Linked DNA regions of Sus scrofa: region 1 is linked to region 2. The links are chromatin contacts, called in public Hi-C maps. All regions are on one chromosome and are shown on one strand. The core of a region is the stretch at or near the end of the contact, and the rest is flanking DNA. Distances in the headings are between cores, read along the strand shown.

Region 1 (5,563 bases), core at 11-2,510, 51 kb after region 2:
GCAGAGTTCGTACTGGAAGGAGTTTAAAAATAAACATTTACAAGGGCAAAGAAAGCGGCCCCCCTCCCTGTCGCCCGAGGGTGAGCGCGGCGCGGCGCAAGGCGCCCCAACCAGTTCGCAGCCGAGCGAAGGTCCAAGTGCTCGAGGGGCGCTGGTTCCCGGTCTTCCTGGGCCCCGGGGAGGCGGGCGCGGGCTCTCTCGGGTTCGAACGCCGGTCGCCGGCGGGCCTCCGAGGCGCGTGTGTCCCGGCTGCGGGCGGCGCCCCTCACAGGGCCGAGTCGGAGTCGCTAGAGTCCAGGCTGTTCCTCAGTTTGCAGCTGGTGAGTTGCTCCCGCTGCAGCGACAGGCTCTGCGTGCTGCGGCGCAGGCACTCCAGGCTCTGCAGGAACGACTTCTTGGCCTTCTCCTCCTCCATGGGGGACACTCCCTCCTCCTCCACCTCCTGGATCTCGTCGAAGGTCACCGGCTGCGTCTTGAAGCGGGACTGGCGCGGCCGCCGCAGCCGACCCTTGCCCTTGGACAGCTTGGCGGGCCGCACGGGCTGCGGGAACTCGTCGGCCAGGCACACGAAGTGCGGCATCACCGCCTGGTAGCTGGAGCAGATGCCCATCAGCTCGCTGGGCTTGGCGGCCGCCATGGCGCTGCCCGTGTCTTCGGGGCCGGGCGGCGGGGCGCCGGGGCTCTCCAGGGGCGGCCGCTGCGCCGGGGCCCCCCGGGAGGCAGCAGCCTGGGGCTCGCCGGGCGGGGGATCCAAATCTGCTGTGGGGTGGCGGCGGCCCTCGCGGGCCCGGGTCGGCGCTCCTCGGGAGGGCGGGCAGGCGGGCCCGTCGTGGGGAACGGGGCTCTGGGGGATGCTGCTCCGCTGCGCTCCGAGGCGCTCGCCGCCGCTGCTGTCGCCGTCTGCCCCGCGGCGGCCCGGCCCACCGCTTATATAGCCGGCTCCTGCCCACACGGCTGCGAGCTCGGATGACAGCGAATGCCATTTAAAGCGTGTGCGCCCCGCGCCCTTCCGCCTGACGTCGCCCCGCCACGCTGGGAAAGTAGCGGCCCTTTCCCCAGCGCCGCCCGCCAACCCGGCTCCGGAAGGCGGGCCCCGCCCGCGGGGGTTCCGGGAGCATCCAAGGCCCCGAAGCACGCGGCTGTGCAGGGGCGGGCGGCCCAGGTGCAGGGTCTTGTCCTGGGCCTCCCCCAAGCCTGGAGGAAACGTGGTAGCCGCGGGGACGCAGGTCCCCCTCTCCAGCCTCCTAATCCCAGAGGCACACAATCAAGACGCTTGGTTATGCTGCGGAGGGTTCTGCGCTGCGCGCGGAGCGGAGGCAGCTCCCAGTCTCCTTGCTGCAGGGAGAGCCATGCCACCTGGCTCCCCAAAACTGAGTCTGGAGGAAGGGCTGGATTTCTTCTCTGGACTCATGCCAGCACTCCCAGACACATACACACACACACACACACACACACACAAATACAAACACACTGGATTATTCCATTCCACTTCGCTTCCCTAATTGTCTTCTCTATGTTTGTCTCCTCACTACTTGCACCCTCCAAGTCCCTTGAGCACCCACATTCATGCTCAAAGAATGACACTTAGATATGGGACTAACAACAACAACAATAATGATAAGTAACCATCTGGAGAGCATTACTCCAAGCCAGGCAGTGAGCTTTGCTTTACATATATTATCCTACTTAATCTTCCTAACAGCCCTGCGAGGTAATTGGTAGTCTCCCAGTTTTACATATGAGAGAACGGAGGCACAGAGAGGAGAAGCAATTCGTCCACTAGAGGCTGATGGCACCAAGGGGGCTCAACCCCAGGGGCTGAGAGCCACCAATGCTGAGTCCTGCTAAGGGCTGAGAGCCACCAATGCCCCCAAGGCTTCTCAGAGCAGATCCTCTGCCTGGGTTTCCCACATTCCCAAGAGGAAACCATAAATAAGCATTGCTCTGACATGTGGGCCTGGGGTGCTAGCATCCAGCAAGGCTCATGGGAAGGCTGGGAAAGGAGGAAATCAATGGAAATTGGCCGCCATTCCTTCCATAGCCATCCGACAAAGACTTATTGAGAACATACTAAGTACTGGTTCAGGAGGGTCCCCGCCTTTGGGAAAGTTACAGTCCAGGGAAGGGAGCAGAGCAGACACTAAACACCTAAACAAGAAATGAGCTGTGGGTGGTGATAGGGATGCAGATGGAGAGATGCTGGGGGATGGCGCACAAAAGGCTCTTTGGAGTGGGTGATATTTAAGGTGTCCTCAGAAGGACAATAATAGCACTACTAAGTGCTTAACAGATGCCATGCTTTGAGTACTGTTTATGCATTAATTCGTTTAATGTGCTCATTATTTTGTTTAATCCTCTCAGCAACTCCAGGTAACAAGTATTTTTATTATTTATTTATTTATTTTGGTCTTTTTAGGGCTGCACCTGTGGCATGTGGCAGTTCCCAGGCTAGAGATCAAATCAGGGCTGTAGCTGCCAGCCTACACCACAGCCACAGCAATGCGGGATCTGAGCCACATCTGCGACCTACACCACAGCTTGCAGCAATGCTGGATCTTAACCTACTGAGCGAGGCCAAGGATGGAACCTGTGTCCTCATGGATGCTAGTCAGATTCATTTCTGCTGAGCCATGACGGGAACTCCTATTATGCTCATTTACAGATAGGAAAGCGAAGGCACAGAGAAGCTAAGCAACTTCCCCTAAGGTCACACAGTTAGTTAATAGCAGAGCTGAGATTCAAACCCAGACGACTTAGTTCCTAAGGCCTCTTGTTTATCCATTATGCTGAAGCCCTTTGCCCTGTGGAGGACAAAGAAGGAACCAGTGTGTGACAACTGGGAGGAGAGTGTTTAGGGCAGAGGGAACGTGGTGCAAGGGCATAGAGGCAGGAGGAAGCCTGGCTTATTCCAGGAACAGCAAGAAGACCTATGTGGCTAAAGCAGAGAGGGCAAGGGGCACAAGAAGTAAGACAGTCACGGAGGCCTCGATGGCCATGTTAAGGAGGTAGCATTTTATCCTAAGGGCAATGGTACAGCACTGGAGGGTTCTGTGCTCAGGCGCTACATGTTCCATTTTATGTTTGGAAAAGCTCACTCTGGTTGCCATGCGGGGAGTAACGGGAAAGGGGTTGGGGGAAGAAGCAGGGAGCCCACCTATGACCCCCAGATACAAGACATTGAAGACATGGATTAGAGTGAAGAAAACAGAGAGGTAGGGAAACGGTCAGATTTGGGATCTTTCTGAAAATTGAATTGAGAGGACTTGCTGATGGATTCAATGGGGGGGGCAGTGTTGGGGGGAAGGGGTGAAAATCCAGGTTGACATATTTGTATTTGGCCTGAGCAAATGTTAGATGGTGGTGCCATTGATTGATAGGGAATGTTGTGGGGAAGAGAAGGTTGGGGAGGGAAGAGTCATTGTGGGGTCTGCAAGTTATCCATCCAAATCCACTAAGCACCAAGGCCTAAAATGATCATATCGGAACTGCATTATGTGAAGGAAAAATTAATTCCTATAATCCTAAGGCCACTGTATTTTAGAGTTCCTTTCAACAGCATCTTAGCAAAACTCTGATATAGAAATTGGGACCGGAATGGGAAGCTGCCATGTACAAAACCCCTAAAATGTGTGGCACTGGCTTAGCCAACAGGTGGTGAGCAACATGGAAACAAATATTGGAGAATGGAAAACCAGTGACTCTTGTTATGCTGTGGCAAAACATCTATTAAAAATGTTACCTGGGAGTTCCCATCCTGGTGCAGTGTTAAGAAATCTGAGTAGGAACCATGAGGTTGCGGGTTCCATCCCTGGCCTCACTCAGTGGGTTAAGGATCCGGCGTTGCCATGAGCTGTGGTGTGGATTGCAGACACAGCTCAGATCTGATGTTGCTGTGGCTGTAGCTCCGATTCAGCCCCTAGCCTGGGAACCTCCATATGCCACGGGTGCGGCCCTGAAAAGCAAAAAATAAAAAAATAAAAATAAAAAACGAAAAAGAAAACATTACCTGAGATCATTAGGAAGGCAGACCACATGCCTACTTGAGCCTCTAATTCTAGAAAAATGCTTGGAAAGAGCAAAAACATTTGCCTGTGTTGGCGGCTGGATGCTGCCATTGGGAAGATATTACAGGAAAGAGATTGGCTAGTTTGCAAGAAGAGATGGAGAGAAAAGGAGAACCTATAGAAAAGTCACTGTCCTCAGGGTTGGAGAGACCAACTGGTTTTGTCCAAAGTGCAGATTAGACCATCGTGGCTCAGAGCCTTTCTCCAAGCCTGTCTATTAGGCCAAACAAACAAATGGATCACCCTTGTGGCAAAATATTCTATTAGGGGGTGTTGCTTTGTCATCCAAGTCTATTATTTCAGATGTCTTTAGGGTAACTTTCCTTAAAATGAGAGAGAAAGATGGGTTGGGCAACACAGACAGACTTAAAAACTCTATCAAGAAACGAATTTGGGGTGTGGTTACTGCATATGGAACGGACCAGAAGTAAAAAGACCCAAAGCCTACTACGTTTCTGAAGGAATTGTTATTACCAACAAAACTGCAAGGCTGGACTTTAAAAGCCCATGACGTCCCTAAACAAACTCATGAGAGGACCAACGTTCAACCCCTGTTGGGTGGTAGTGGAGAGCCACAGACGAGAAGGAACTTCCCAAGGCCAAAGCCCAGGGCCGGGGAGACACAGGACCAGGGGCCTTCCCACCAGGGCGGGAAGTCCTCTCTGTTCTAGAGGGTGGATGAGGGCAGAATTTGGCCAGCTGGGCCCACTTCCCAGCTTCTTGCGGTGGGGCCACGGGTCTAAGCCCTCAGCCGTGGAATGTGAACAGAAGTCAAACGCTCTGGTCTCACTTGCTTAAGAGGAAACGTCTGTCCAAAACTTCCATTTCCTCTCCTTACACTGGCTGGAAGAGTGATGACCAGAGAGGCCCTGGAGACCTTGTGTTGGAGAGAGCATTGCTGCCATCAGTCTGAGCCCTAAATGACCCCCCGCAACAGAGCTCTCCACCAACCTGAAACTCTGAGCTATTTTGTGTGAGAACCATCAGCCAAATATTTTTACTCTAATCTGGGTCTCTATTACACTGACTCAGACTGTCCTAACCAAAAGAACCACTTGACACCCGGGTGGAGAGGTCCAGAGGGACACCGGGCCTTAGAGGAGAGAGGCGGTTTGGAAGTCATGAGGGTGTAGACAGGGCAGTGGGTCAAGCACCACCTTCCAGACAGACAAGAGGGGGACCAGCCAACACTGGGAGGAGGAGGGAGCCAGTCAAGGACTCAGAGAAGCAACGTCCAGCAGGGTGAGAGGGACACCAGGAGGGGGGTGATGGGTAGGGGAGTTCAGAGGTGAGTCCTAGCCTGGCTCGCCCGAACCTGCTGGGAGGCCTGGGCCAAGCGTTTGTTTCCCTACCCTGTGGAGTCTCAGCTCCAGGGCTGTCCTCCTCAGGGCAGCCTGGACGCCCTCTTCAGGGCTCCCCCTCGGTCACTCTGGAGCGCTCTCTGCAAGGCCTTCTCCTGTGTTTTGTACCCGTCAGTGTGGTCTGCTCTTCCCGCACGG
Region 2 (5,345 bases), core at 1,853-4,352:
CCCAATGAACTTAGCTACAAAACAGAAACAGACCCACAGACACAGAGAACAGACTTGTGGTTGCCAAGGGAGATTAGGCAGGGAAAGGACGGACTGGGAGTTTGCTACTAACAGATGCAAACTCTTATATATAGAAAGATTAAACAACAAGGTCCTATTATATAGCGTAAGGAACTATATTCAACACCCTGTAATAAACCATAACGGAAAAGAATATGAAAAAGATTATATATGTGTATAACTGAATAACTTTGCTGTATACCAGAAACTAACACAACATTGTAAATCAACTATTTATTATTATTATTATTATTATTTTGGGGCTGCACCTGCAGCATACGGAAATTCCCAGGCTAGGGGTCGAATCAGAGCTACAGCTGCTGGCCTACACCACAGCCACAGACACACCAGATGGGAGCCACAACTTCGATCTACACCACAGCTCACAGCAATGCCAGATCCCCCACCAAGAGTTCACAGTCAAATACACTGGGCAGGTGAAAGCCAGCAGGGAGTTGTCTATACCATGGTATGAATTCCTTTCATAAACTGATGTCCTTGAAAGGGGGAAGGCGGTTTTCTACTGAGATCAAGTCCATAGGAAAAAGGGTTTCACACATGGAAACTCTTGCCCGAGGCTAGAACATCAAGGGACTTCATCCATCCTGTTTTCTTTTGTTGGGATTGGTGTGGGGCTGCATATCTGACCTCTGGGACAGAAACTAGGAAAATCAGTTTCCCTGCAGCTTCTTCCAGGGTCTGCAGGTCCTTGGCCCAAGGAAATTCCCTGCAGGAGGTGGGGGGGGGAGAGGCATCCGCCTCAAGTGCCTGCAGGGAAAATCTTCTCTGCCTGCCAAGTGCACATCATTGTTCTGCCATCTCCCAGCCTCAGACCCCCTTCTGCGGGGACCTCCGCCCCGCCTTGGCCTTGAACTTCAGAGTGCTGGATTATCTGGATTGTGTTCACTTGGGAAGAGATGTGGGCCTATTTTGGGAAGTCTGCTAGGCCTCCCGCCCTGTGCTCCCCCCTCCTCCCATGGACAGAGACAGATACTGCCCGGGGTGTGGGCCACCACCATGGTCCAGGATGAAGGCTTGGCTCAGAGGAGGAGAGCGAGCCTGGGAATGTGGCTGGGGGAGTGGGGAGGCTGGGTGGGCTGGTGACCCAGATTTCACTTCCTGTCCCAATTCCCTCCATTCCCAGACTCTAGCTGGGGCTGGACAATGACCACAGGCCAGCAGGAAACCCACAGAACAGTCATCTCCTTGCTGTGAGTGAAACTGAGACGAGTTTGCCGACTGGGGGTCAGCATTCTACAGCCCACCTGCTCCCTCCGGGGCCGCGTACCCATGCCACTTCTGATGGAATCAAGAAGTCGGTCCATTAGGTCCAGCCCTCATTTCCCCTTTGGTACAGGAATGCAGCAGAGGCCTGACCAAAGATACACAGGAGGTTGGTGGCAGAGCTCACACCTAGGCCCAGGTCTCCTGACTCCAGGTTGTCAGGAAGTTTAGAAGAAACACATGCACGCATAGGTACATTTGCAAAAATCCTGATGCACGTTCCCCTAACACAGTGACAGGGGGAACTGAGGATCCATTAAATAGCTCTTCTTAAAGGAGAATCTAGGGGACCAGGACACTAGAGTGAGGGAACAGGGTCCTGGGTCCTGCAGGGCCCACATCATGCCAGTTCTTGGAGTGGAGGCATCACTAAAATTTATTTACTCTTCTGAGATGGGAGTGGTGAGGGAACACAGCCCTTCATTCAGTTAACAGATGTTTATTAGGGGGGTGTCACATGCTGACCATGGAATTCACCCAGCAAACCATCCAAACAAGCTTCCTGCACTTGTGGGAGAGACAGCCAACACACAAGCGAGCAAAGGAATAAGGGATGACCAATTGCAATTAGGATGCACTGAGTGGAAAGAAGGGCAGGGAGGGGTCTAGATTGCTTCTCTGCAGAGGTGGCATTTAGGCTGAGTCCACAGAGAGAGAAGGAACTGCTCTAGAGAAAGGGCTTTTCCAGGCAGTGGAAACAGCAGGTGCAAAGGCCCTGAGGTTAGCAAGATCTCAGCAGTGTCACCAATGAAAGGCTACAATGGATAGCTTGAGCTCCTTGATGGAGCAGGGGGAGGCTCTAGTAAGGTCTGTGAGGCAATCCAAGGGTCTTATTCTGAAAGTACCAGGGAACCAGGGAAGGGCTATAAGCAGGAGGATTGGGGTGATCTAATTTATGTTTTAAGACCGTATTTTGCTCTGAATAAAGGGTAGATAAGGGTGAGATGAGAAAGAGGCTGTGCAATGATCAGGATGAGAGATGCTGTCACCTGAAGGGTGGCAGTGTTGTTGGTAAAAGCGGGCTGCCTGAAGATAACTTCAGGTGGCAGAAATGACGGGGCTTGTGGAAGTAGTCAGCGACTATGAGAGAGGGAGAAATAAGAATGGCTTTGGCTTTAGTAACCTGGTGGATGGCATTTAACAAGATTGGCAGACAGTGGAATGAAATGCTTGGCTTCGGACAAGTCAAGTTAGAGATGCCTTTAGACGTCCAAGGGGAGGTGTGAAGGGGGCAGTTGCATATTCACAGCAATGACAACAACTGTGATGCTCTCGCGTTTCTATTTCCTGTTTGCCGTGTGCCTCGAGGACAGGAGCTGAGTCTGGCTTTGTTCCTAACCCTGTTCTCAGCATCGAGGCCAGAACTGGGCTGGTGGGCAGGGAGGTAGGGGAAGTGCTCAGTAAATATTTGTGAAATAAACTGAGTGGGGAGAGGCTGCTGGATGTGGATGGAGCTGGAAATCAAGCCCCCCATGACAGACCCCACCTAAGGAAATGGCGCAGGCTGGTCCCTCGGGAAACTTCCCTGCTGGCTTCTGGCTCTCCCATCTCTTGCTTCGCTCTCCTTCCCTCCTGCCAGCTTCCTGCCGGGAAACACAGCCTCCAGGCATAAATCATTAACCAGAATCACCTCTTACACAGGCGCTGCACTTCAGTTCTCAAAACACGCTGCCTGCCATTATCTTGAGTGATCCTTCAAACTACCCGGGGAGGTGGGCGGAGGCAGGGCCCATCTGATTGCTGCTCCCCACAGGAAGCGAGGGAAGAAGCCTGGAGAGCCGTGTAGGCACAACCAGAATTCATAAAGAGTCTGGGAGTGTTCTGGTCCCCTGGGACATTGCCTTTCAAACAGAACAGCAGAGAAACCACTAGAAAGGAGCACGGATGGTGGCACTGTGGGCTTTGTGACAGCTGGCGGAAAAAGAGTGCAGCACCGGGGAAAGCCCAGGTCACATCCAAGGCCATGCACAGGGAACCTCTCTACACAGCCATGGGAAAGCCACTCACCCTCCACGCTGTTCCACGCTCTGCAATCCAGGCTTACCCTCTGACAACAAGGTCCTCCAGATCATGCCACAGGCTCTGTGGAGGAGTCTGGAAAGAACCCACTGTGCTGCGTTAGCCAGCTCCCTTTCTCTCCCCTGGGCCTCAGTTTCCCCATCTGACAAATGGGAAGCTGGGAGAAACTGGGCAGTCCTCTGGCAACGCTGCCTTTTTTTGAGTGTCTCTCTGATTTGAAGGTCCTGGGACCCCAGCTTTGAGCTTCCCCCAGGCTGTGATCTGAAAGCCCTCACCCCACCTCCACTGCACCTGCCCAAGGCCACCCCTCTGGTGGCCCCATGCTAAGTGGTCCCACGGGAGCCTCCTCCATTTCCCAGAGCCTCTGCTCAGTCCAGCAGACGCTCGCCACCTGCTCGTTACATCTAAGGCTGATGGCCAGGCTTAGAACAATTTCCCTTGGCTGGGAAATGCTGTGACAGGAAAGAGACAGGACTCGACCTCTGCTTGGAAAGCCAATTGTGCAACACAATCCTGACAGGGGAGCCACGTGACCGACGGGAAAGGCGCCCTGAAGGAGCCAGGGCCTTCTTTGAAATGAATATCTTGGCAAGATCGACAGAAAAATGTCCTTTTGGACACCATGAACTCTGGGTCACAGCTCATTTATTTAGAGCCTGGCTACAGTGCTGTGTCCTGGAAGCATCCCTGAACACAGAGCCTTGCTAGGTCATTGCCAAGTGCATGTGGAGTGGCAGAAGCAGTGCATTACCTACCCTTCTGGCTTCTGCACACCCAAACCTCTCGTTTGTTCTTAGTGGCGGTCTAAGCCTGCACACCTGCATCTGGGCATCCTCTCCCAAGGCAGGCAAGTAATATAACTTTAGTAACAAGCAAAAAAGTCTTGTGTATCAAGTCTAATAATAAAGCAGACCATGTCTTTGGGGGCTAGTAGGGGCAGAAGTAGGTGGAGGAGAGAATTGAATGGAGAGGTTATATAGGATATTTTTATAATGTAAGGAGTTTCTGAAGATGAGGAAATACTTGTATCATAGTTTGGAACAAGAGCATGACAAAGCCTGCATGTATTGGACATCTACCACGTGCCAGAAACAGGGTTGGGAATCAGATTTTTTTTTTTAATTTTCTTTCATTGATTAAAGACTATTGAAATTTTTTCTTTTTCTTCTTGAATCCACTTTTGCAATGTACATCTTTCAGAGAACTTTTTGTATCTGAATTTTTGCTATACTGGCATAAAGCTGTTCATAAAATTCCCTTCCTGGTTTAATGTCTGTAGGGTCTCTAGTTATGTCCACTCTTTCTTTCTTTTTTTTTTTTTAATACTCTTTTTTTAATTTCCCCAATACATTATTTTTTTTTCCTACTGTACAGCATGGTGACCCAGTTACACATACATGTATACATTCTTTGTTCTCACATTATCATGCTCCATCATAAGTGACTGGACATAGTTCCTGGTGCTACACAGCAGGATCTCATTGCTAATCCATTCCAAAGGCAATAGTTTGCATCTATTAACCCCAAGCTCCCCATCCATCCCACTCCCTCCCCCTTGCCCTGGCAACCACAAGTCTATTCTCCAAGGCCATGATTTTCTTCTCTGTGGAAAGGTTCATTTGTGCCATATATTCGATTCCAGCTACAAGTGATATCATATGGCATTTGCCTTTCTCTTTCTGACTTAACTCCACTTAGTATGAGAGTCTCTAGTTCCATCTATGTCCACTCTTGCATTCTTGATACTGGTCATTGGTGTTCTTTCTTCTTAATAGTGTCACAGATGAGGAAACCAAGGCTCTGTGAGATTGCATTATCACTCGAGCCACAGTTAGGGAATTAAGAAGCTGAAATCCAAACTAGATCTGATTCCCCCTGCCCCTCACCAAGCCCCTTAAGATTATCTTTAAGAACAACATTTAACGGGTGATTTACAAGTGACCCCAGCATAACGTCTCCATCTGCTCAGAGTGTTCCTTAAA

Evidence for each region. A called contact is a pair of places that touch in the nucleus more often than the background predicts.
Region 1: a Hi-C map of retroperitoneal adipose tissue shows a contact between it and region 2, with 1.7 times the contacts expected there. The contact joins the promoter of C2H11orf96 here to the enhancer-like site in region 2. A contact is called at or near these places in 7 of 47 Hi-C or Micro-C datasets (brain, liver, mesenteric adipose tissue and 3 more) and 1 of 2 datasets of contacts at active chromatin or transcription factors (skeletal muscle).

Annotation. Positions count from the first base shown.
Region 1 is chr2:18,392,651-18,398,213 of Sscrofa11.1, forward strand. C2H11orf96 reads right to left here and starts at 1,261. Exons shown (of 1, transcript XM_021085053.1): 1 at 1-1,261. The coding sequence starts at 1,261. The coding sequence ends at 266. The region is part of intron 1 of ACCSL (probable inactive 1-aminocyclopropane-1-carboxylate synthase-like protein 2); the gene reads right to left.
Region 2 is chr2:18,339,364-18,344,708 of Sscrofa11.1, forward strand. All of the region lies in intron 1 of ACCSL (probable inactive 1-aminocyclopropane-1-carboxylate synthase-like protein 2), which reads right to left. Among named protein-coding and RNA genes, the nearest start is that of C2H11orf96, 52 kb to the right of the region's middle. Within about 2 kb of position 3,103, at least 24 of the 83 cell types and tissues checked have an H3K27ac peak or open chromatin away from gene starts, as enhancers often do. A contact at or near this core is called in brain, liver, mesenteric adipose tissue and 1 more, where this site is marked.